Linked DNA regions of Oryctolagus cuniculus: region 2 is linked to region 1. The links are chromatin contacts, called in public Micro-C maps. All regions are on one chromosome and are shown on one strand. Each heading gives the region's core, a stretch centred on a gene start, on an enhancer-like site or on the middle of the called end of the contact. The rest is flanking DNA. Distances are from core to core; before and after follow the strand shown. Region 1 overlaps DOP1B (DOP1 leucine zipper like protein B). Region 2 holds the start of LOC100345975 (carbonyl reductase [NADPH] 3).

The links. A called contact is a pair of places that touch in the nucleus more often than the background predicts.
Region 2: a Micro-C map of ear pinna shows a contact between it and region 1, with 3 times the contacts expected there. The contact joins the promoter of LOC100345975 here to the enhancer-like site in region 1. A contact is called at or near these places in 4 of 6 Hi-C or Micro-C datasets (ear pinna, psoas muscle, skin fibroblasts and 1 more).

What each region holds. Positions count from the first base shown.
Region 1 is chr4:8,647,209-8,650,331 of mOryCun1.1, forward strand. The region is part of intron 4 of DOP1B (DOP1 leucine zipper like protein B); the gene reads right to left. Among named protein-coding and RNA genes, the nearest start is that of DOP1B, 49 kb to the right of the region's middle. Within about 2 kb of position 1,588, at least 5 of the 8 cell types and tissues checked have an H3K27ac peak or open chromatin away from gene starts, as enhancers often do. A contact at or near this core is called in ear pinna, where this site is marked.
Region 2 is chr4:8,712,331-8,715,897 of mOryCun1.1, forward strand. LOC100345975 (carbonyl reductase [NADPH] 3) reads right to left here and starts at 1,253. Exons shown (of 3, transcript XM_002721255.5): 1 at 965-1,253. The coding sequence starts at 1,253. LOC138849230 (a long non-coding RNA gene) reads left to right here. Exons shown (of 2, transcript XR_011387690.1): 2 at 1-574.

The sequences.
Region 1 (3,123 bases), core at 338-2,837:
GCGGCAGGAACTCAAGCACTTGGGCCATCAGCTGATGCTTCCCAGGTGCACTGGCAGGGAGCTGGATCAGAAGCAGCACAGCCGGGAACCAGCACACTGGTATGGGATGCAGGTCTACCAAGCAGCGGCCTGAACACCCGTCCCGAGCCTGAAGCTTTCTGTCTCATAAAATATTCATAAGAAACGATGTCTGCTCCGATTGTTTAGGAAGATAAAAACAACAGAAGGGTTGACCGCCAAACGTTTCGGGAGGCGCGCAGGGCGGTTTGGTGGCGGGAGCTATTGATTGGTTAGAAGCTGAGCAGACAGCTCTGAGAACATCACCGTGGAAGCCTTGTGCAGCGCAGAGGCACCTGGGGATGCGGCCATGATGTTTCCAACTACTTCAATCGGGGCTCCTCTGTCCTGACGCTGCGACATTCAGGGTGGCTACGTCTTTGTCATGGGGTCAGCTGCTCGCACCCTAGCCTCTGACCCTAGCCCCCAGCTGCACCAACTACAAACGTCTCCAGATACTGCCAAGCAGCCCAGGGCAACATCACCCCTGGGGAGAACCATGGCTTTAAATTTGCATTTTCATTTGTTTCAAAGGCGGAGAGACAGAGTGAGAGAGACAGACAGACACACACGCACCTATGCACACAGAAGGGTCCCATCATTAACGTTCATTCCCCTAGATGCCCGTAATAGCTGTGGCTGGACCAGGCTGAAGCCAGGAGGCCGGAACTTCATCTGGGTCTCCCATATGAGTGGCAGGAACCCCGAGTCATCGCCTGCTGCCTCCCAAGGTACACATTAGTAGGAAGCTGGAGTCAGAAGCAGAGGCAGGACTCAAACCCACACACTCCAACAGGGAACGCGGGCTGTCCTAGGTAGCATCTAAAATGCAATGCCTTTGGGGCCAGTGCTGTGGTGTAGTGGGTAAAGCCGCTGCCTGCAGTGCCAGCATCCCATATGGGTGTCAGTTTGAGTTCTGGTTGTTCCATTTCCAATCCAGCTCCCTGCTAACGTGCCTGGGAAAACAGCGGAAAACGGCCTAAGTCCTTGGGCCCCTGCACCTGTGTGGGAGGCCTAGAAGAAGCTCCTGGCTCCTGGCTTTGGATTGGCCCAGCTCCGGACGTTGTGGCGCTCTGGGGAGTGAATCAGCAGATGGATTCTCTCTCTGCCTTTGTCTCTCTGTAACTCTGCCTTTCAAATAAATAAATAAATCTTAAGAAAAAAATACAGAGCCAAACACCCACCCCGGAAGCACTGATTTAAGTGGAAATTTCCAGTGAGCCAGTCCTTGGTTTCTCAAAACCCATTTACAACATTCACTTCCCCTTACCTCATTTAAAAGTTGAGTGTTTTCCTCCTGCTATTCTTGTTACTTACAGCAAAACACAGCCATGTGGCTGTCTCATGGGCACTGCATAAAAGGGTTTCTGGCCAGTGTTGGCCAGAAGAGACTTGGCAGGCCTCGAAGGGTTAGGAAGTCAGGGTGAATGACATGGCTTAACACTGGCCAAAACGTCCATCCCTCCCGGCTAGCTAACAAGCACTGCAGGGACCGTCTGCCCACGTCAGGTTCGTGAGTCACTGCTGAGTCCGCTGGCCTCCACTGAACGCGCCCCTTTGCAATTTCTGCCAGCCTGGCCATTGTGACCTCTACCCCCACTCCCCACCCCTGTCTCTGCGCAATCTTCATTCCATTCCCAAGTGCTTCTGGGAGCCAAGAGCTGCCAAACCGTCTCAGACTGAAATGGACACAGCCACAAAGCCAAACTTTTACTGTCACTTCCATGACTGCGCTGCCCAAGCCCAGCCAGGGGTCACATGACCTTCGACCAGCACCCAGCGTGGGATGCCGAGAGCCTCTGGGTGCCGCAGGCACTGCTTGCTCTTCTGTCACAGCTCCCATCTGCTCAGTGATTCACGCAGCTTCGCTCAGCGTGTGGTTCAATGGCGAGAATCCACAACATTAGGGAAGAGTCATCCCTGTTAAGCAACTCGAGCAACTGTTCCAATGAACCCTCATTTATCAAGTAGGAAAACAAATAAAAACAGTCCAACTGGTGTGATTCACACTTAGAGATTTAAAAGACTACAATAAATATTGGGACTCTGTTCATTTGTCATCTGAGGGGACTGCAAACAGCTCCTGGAAAACATGGAACAGGCGATGTGCTCTGAGGGTGTTGGGGTGCGGCAGCGTATGCAGCCACTTGGGACACCCAATCCCGTACTGGAGTGTGGCCTCAAGTCCTGGCTGCTCTGCTTCCAACACAGCTTCCTGCTCTTGTGCCCGCGAGGCAGCAGCTGAGGGCCCAGGTACTTGGGGTTTTGCCACTCCCATGGGAGATCAGACGGAATTCTGGGCTCCTGGCTTTGGTCTGGCCCAGCCCTCGCTGTTGCAGGCATCTGGGGAGTGAATCAGCGAATGCAAGATCTTCCTCTGTCACTCTGCCTTTCAAAAAAGGATAATGTACATTTTCTATGAACTTTTGAGGACAACCTCTTTCTTTCTCTCTCTGCTCCTCTGCTTTTCAAATAAATAAATAATTAAAAAAAAAAAAAAAACAGCTGGGATTCGAACCAACCCTGATACAGGACGCAATGTCCCAAGAGGTGGCTTACTCTGCTGCGTAACAGCACACTCTCTACAATCCCCGACACACGTGTAAACGAGGACGTGGACACCGCAGGACCTCTAGAAAGAGCTGGGGTGAAGAGGCAGGGGCCACGGGTCTGACAGGGGTCCTCCAGCTGGCACCTGGAGCGCCCATGATCTCTACACACTGCTGCACACAGAGTGAGCTGTCAGGCTCAGGCGGGAAGACAGGTTGTGCCTCCTACGGAAGCAGCCACATAGCTGGGCAGGGAGACACAGGGCCAACACCTGGTCTACAGGACAGTCCGAGGCAGCTGGGTGCAGGTCTACGGGAGAGCCAGAGACAGCAGGGTGCAGGCTTCCAGTTGCGTTTGTCAAATCCCAGTGCATACGCTCAGAATGGCACCCTGGGTCTCCGGCCACACCCCTCCAGCCACGGTGATTACGTGGTTTCTTCAGGTGCAGGGGAACACCACGAGCTGCCCAGGAGCAGCTGACTCTCCCGGTTGTCACCAACACAGGCGTGGGTGGTG
Region 2 (3,567 bases), core at 3-2,502, 65 kb after region 1:
CAATGTCCAGGCTCGCAGGTGCTGCTGGCCCACAGCCCATATTTTGGGGGGCGACAGATCCCAGTTCACCCAGGTCCCTCCTGGAGGGTAATTATCCCCTAGCTGAGGTTGTTTGGGGGGGGGTGTGTGTCAGCTCCGCCCTGTGCCCCGCCCCGCCAAGCCCCTGGAAGCCTGCACGCAGAGTTACAGGTGCTGCGCTGGGAGCCCCGCGCCGCGCTGCGCTGGTGAGTGCCCAGGGCGGCGGACCGAGGCCTCCCCACGCTGGAAGCGAAGTGGTCCCGTTGATTTCTTGTACCGCCAGCACAGGGCTGAGTTCAAGAACTTACTTAACCGAGTACTGCTTACAACCTGTAAGCTCCTTGATTCTTCTTCGCCCCTGAAATAAGCATGTTTGCGACCCAACGGCAGCCGCCCTGGAGAAGGGACCCGAGGCTCTCTTCCCTTCTGCCGGAGCCCAGCGAATCTCGCGGTTGAGCGGGGTTTGAAAGGCACTGGTGTGCACTAGCGCGCTCGTTGCCCGCGCGCGGCAGATGCCTCCCGCCTGCCATGAATGCGCCCTTGTTCCAGCGAAAGCGAAAGCTCCAGGCGGGGCTGGGCCACCCCCTCGCGGAGAAGATTCTCGCAACGGACAGAAAACCTCCACGAGCTGAGCAGGGCGTGGGCCCCTCCCAGGAGGCCGCTTCTCTTGCAAACAACAGCGACTGACAGTTCCGGGAGGGCCCAGGGCGGCGCACAGGCCCACACAGGCCCGCGGGCGGGGCGCGCGGTGTCCCGCGCCAGGGCTCGCCCCGCGCTCTGCGAACCACGGGAAAGCGAAAACCCGCCGGGAGAGGCGGGAGCTGAGCGCATCCCGAGGGGCCTCCCTCCCCGATCTCTCTAACGGGCCGTTGGGGGCGCCTGCTGTTCTCTGCCCCGCACTCTCGAGGCGTCCCAGGGACCCTCGTCCTCCCAGCCCCTCACCTACTCTGGAAGGCGATGGCCGCGTTGTTGACCAGCACGTTGAGGCCCCCGTACTCCCGGCGCAGGAAGTCGCGCAGGGCGCGGATGCTCTGCAGGTCCGTGATGTCCAGCTGGTGGAAGCGCGGGCTCAGGCCCTCGGCCTGCAGCTGCTGCACGGCGGCCCGGCCCCGCGCCTCGTCCCGCGCCGTGAGCACCACGTCCCCCGAGAAGAGCCGGCACAGGTCGCGCGTGATGGCGAAGCCGACGCCCTTGTTGGCGCCGGTCACCAGCGCCACGCGGCTGCAGGACGACATGGCTGGGCGCTCGGGACACCTGTGCAAGAGAGCGGACCCGGCCGCCGATCCCCGATGGCGCGTACTGCGCGGAGAGCCGCGCGGAACTCAGTTCTGGGATCCAGCCGGGCAACTTCTGGAGAGCAAGGCCCCTGGCCTGGGTCCCTCCCCTCCGAGGAGGGGCTGTCCGCTCCCTAAGCTTTCGTAACGCCCCGGCTCCCGGGGCCGCCCCCTCCCAGCGCTGCGCCCTAGTGGATCCCGGCTCCGAGTGCGGCGAGTGCCTGAGAAGCGAGGTTCGCGCCCGGCAAAACCGGACGGGGATGGGTCAGCAGGGGCCGCAATGCACTGCGGGGCGGACTGCAGGAAAAGTCTGGGAGGACCCCGAAGAGGGAGTAACAAAGGCTGAGTCATCTTGGACCTGCGCCCGCTGTCCACCGCGAGGTGCCAGTGTTGGCAATGGAATCACTCAACCGCTCTTTGCTTGTCGAAGGGCAACTCAGCAGAGAGGAGAGCAACGCGATGTCCCGGGAGTGGCTTTTGGTGGCTCTGTGGGTCTCAGCCTGTCCCCATGTGGCAGAGAATGTTGACCGTGTGCCAAACCCGTTATGGGAATCATTTACTTAATCCCAACATAGCTCCTGCGGGTGCCGAAAGGGTCTGCGTTTAGGCTTGTCCAGGGAGGCTACCCATTGGTGCTGAGCGATCTTTACGGATCCACAGCCATGTGGGAGCCACCAACAAGATCCAGCTGACATGAATGTGGTCAGGTGTGGTCAGGTGGTCACCCAGTTAGAACTTCATCCACCGTTTTCAGTGTGCTTGCTCAGTGAGTGTGAGGTCTGGCAGAAAGGCGACCTCATCATGGCTTGGCTTTTCCCAAGTGGAGCCGCCCGGCACTGCCGGAGACTCTGGGGCCCCCAGTTCCCCTGTCGGTAAGACAGCACTGATAATTTGGAGCCTGTTTTAATCCTGTTCAGAATTTCTGTGCCTTAAGTGAGATTACTGTTTTTCAAGAAATTTGTGGATCTCGTCCAAGTTGTGGGTTTTGTTACACAAAGTTATTCATAATATGCCTTTATTATCCTTTTCATATTGATGGTGATTCTACGTCTCTCATTCCTGATGTGGGTAATTGTGTCTTTCATTCCCCCCTACCCAGGGTTATATAGTTTTACAAAATTTTTCTCATGGAATCGTTTTTCTGCCTCATTGACCTTTCATTCCCTCCATTTTGCTGTGGTTATATTGATTTGTGTTCCGATCCTAACTTGACTTCTTTTGGAAGCCTTACTTGCAAAATAGCCATTTGCAGAGCAGGAAAAGGAGTTGATTCAGGAATTGGTACTCTTGAGTGGCTGAATCAGAGACCTATTTGGGGTGTGACCCATTTGGGAGCTGGCCAGCCTCCCCCGAGACCCCCTAGCAGCGTCCATCAGGAAAGAAGAAGCGTGGGACGGCCGGAGCTCCACAGGAAGGACACCAGGCGGCCTGGAGGAAGGCAGGTCTCCCAGGGCGGTGCGGGACTGGGGTGTAATGGAGGCAAAGCACCAAAGACTGGAGTGCAGGGGGGGCCAGAGCTCGCAGGGGCACCGCTGTAGCCCCTTTCTTGTTGCTATGATTGAATACTTGGGGCTATGATTACGAGGATTATTTACCCACAGTTCTCAGGGTCGCCTCGTGCTGCATCATATGGTGGGGTGGTGGTGGGAGGGTAGAAGTGGGGAGGTAGGAGCACAAGAGAGAGACAGGTGTCAGCTCACCTGTAATAACCTGTGCTCGCCACAATTAACCCACCCCCGAGGGATCCACCTCACTCCCTTAGGTAATTAACTAGTTAGTCTCTGATTACCTCTTCCTCCCTTCCTCCCTTCCTCCCTCCCTCCCTTGCTCCCTCCCTCCTTCCCTTCCTTCTTCCCTTCCCTCCCTCCTTCCCTCTCTTTCTTTCTTTCTTTCTTTCTTTCTTTCTTTCTTTCTTTCTTTCTTTCTTTCTTTCTTTCTTTCTTTCTTTCTTTCTTTCTTTCTTTCTTTCTTTCTTTCTTTCTTTCTTTTAAAGGCAGATTTACAGAGAGGCAGAGGCAGAGAGATAGAGGTCTTCCATCCACTGGTTCACTCCCTAATTAGCCACAACGGCCCAAGCTGGGCCAATCTGAAGTCAGGAACCAGGAGCTTCCTCTAGGTCTCCCACGTGGGTGCAGGGGCCCAAGCACTTGGGCCATCTTTGACTGCTTCCCCAGGCCATAGCAGAGAGCTGGATCAGAAGAGAAACAGCCAGGACTTGAACCGGAGCCCATATGGGATGCCGGCGCTGCAGGCGGTGGCTTTACCCACTATGCCA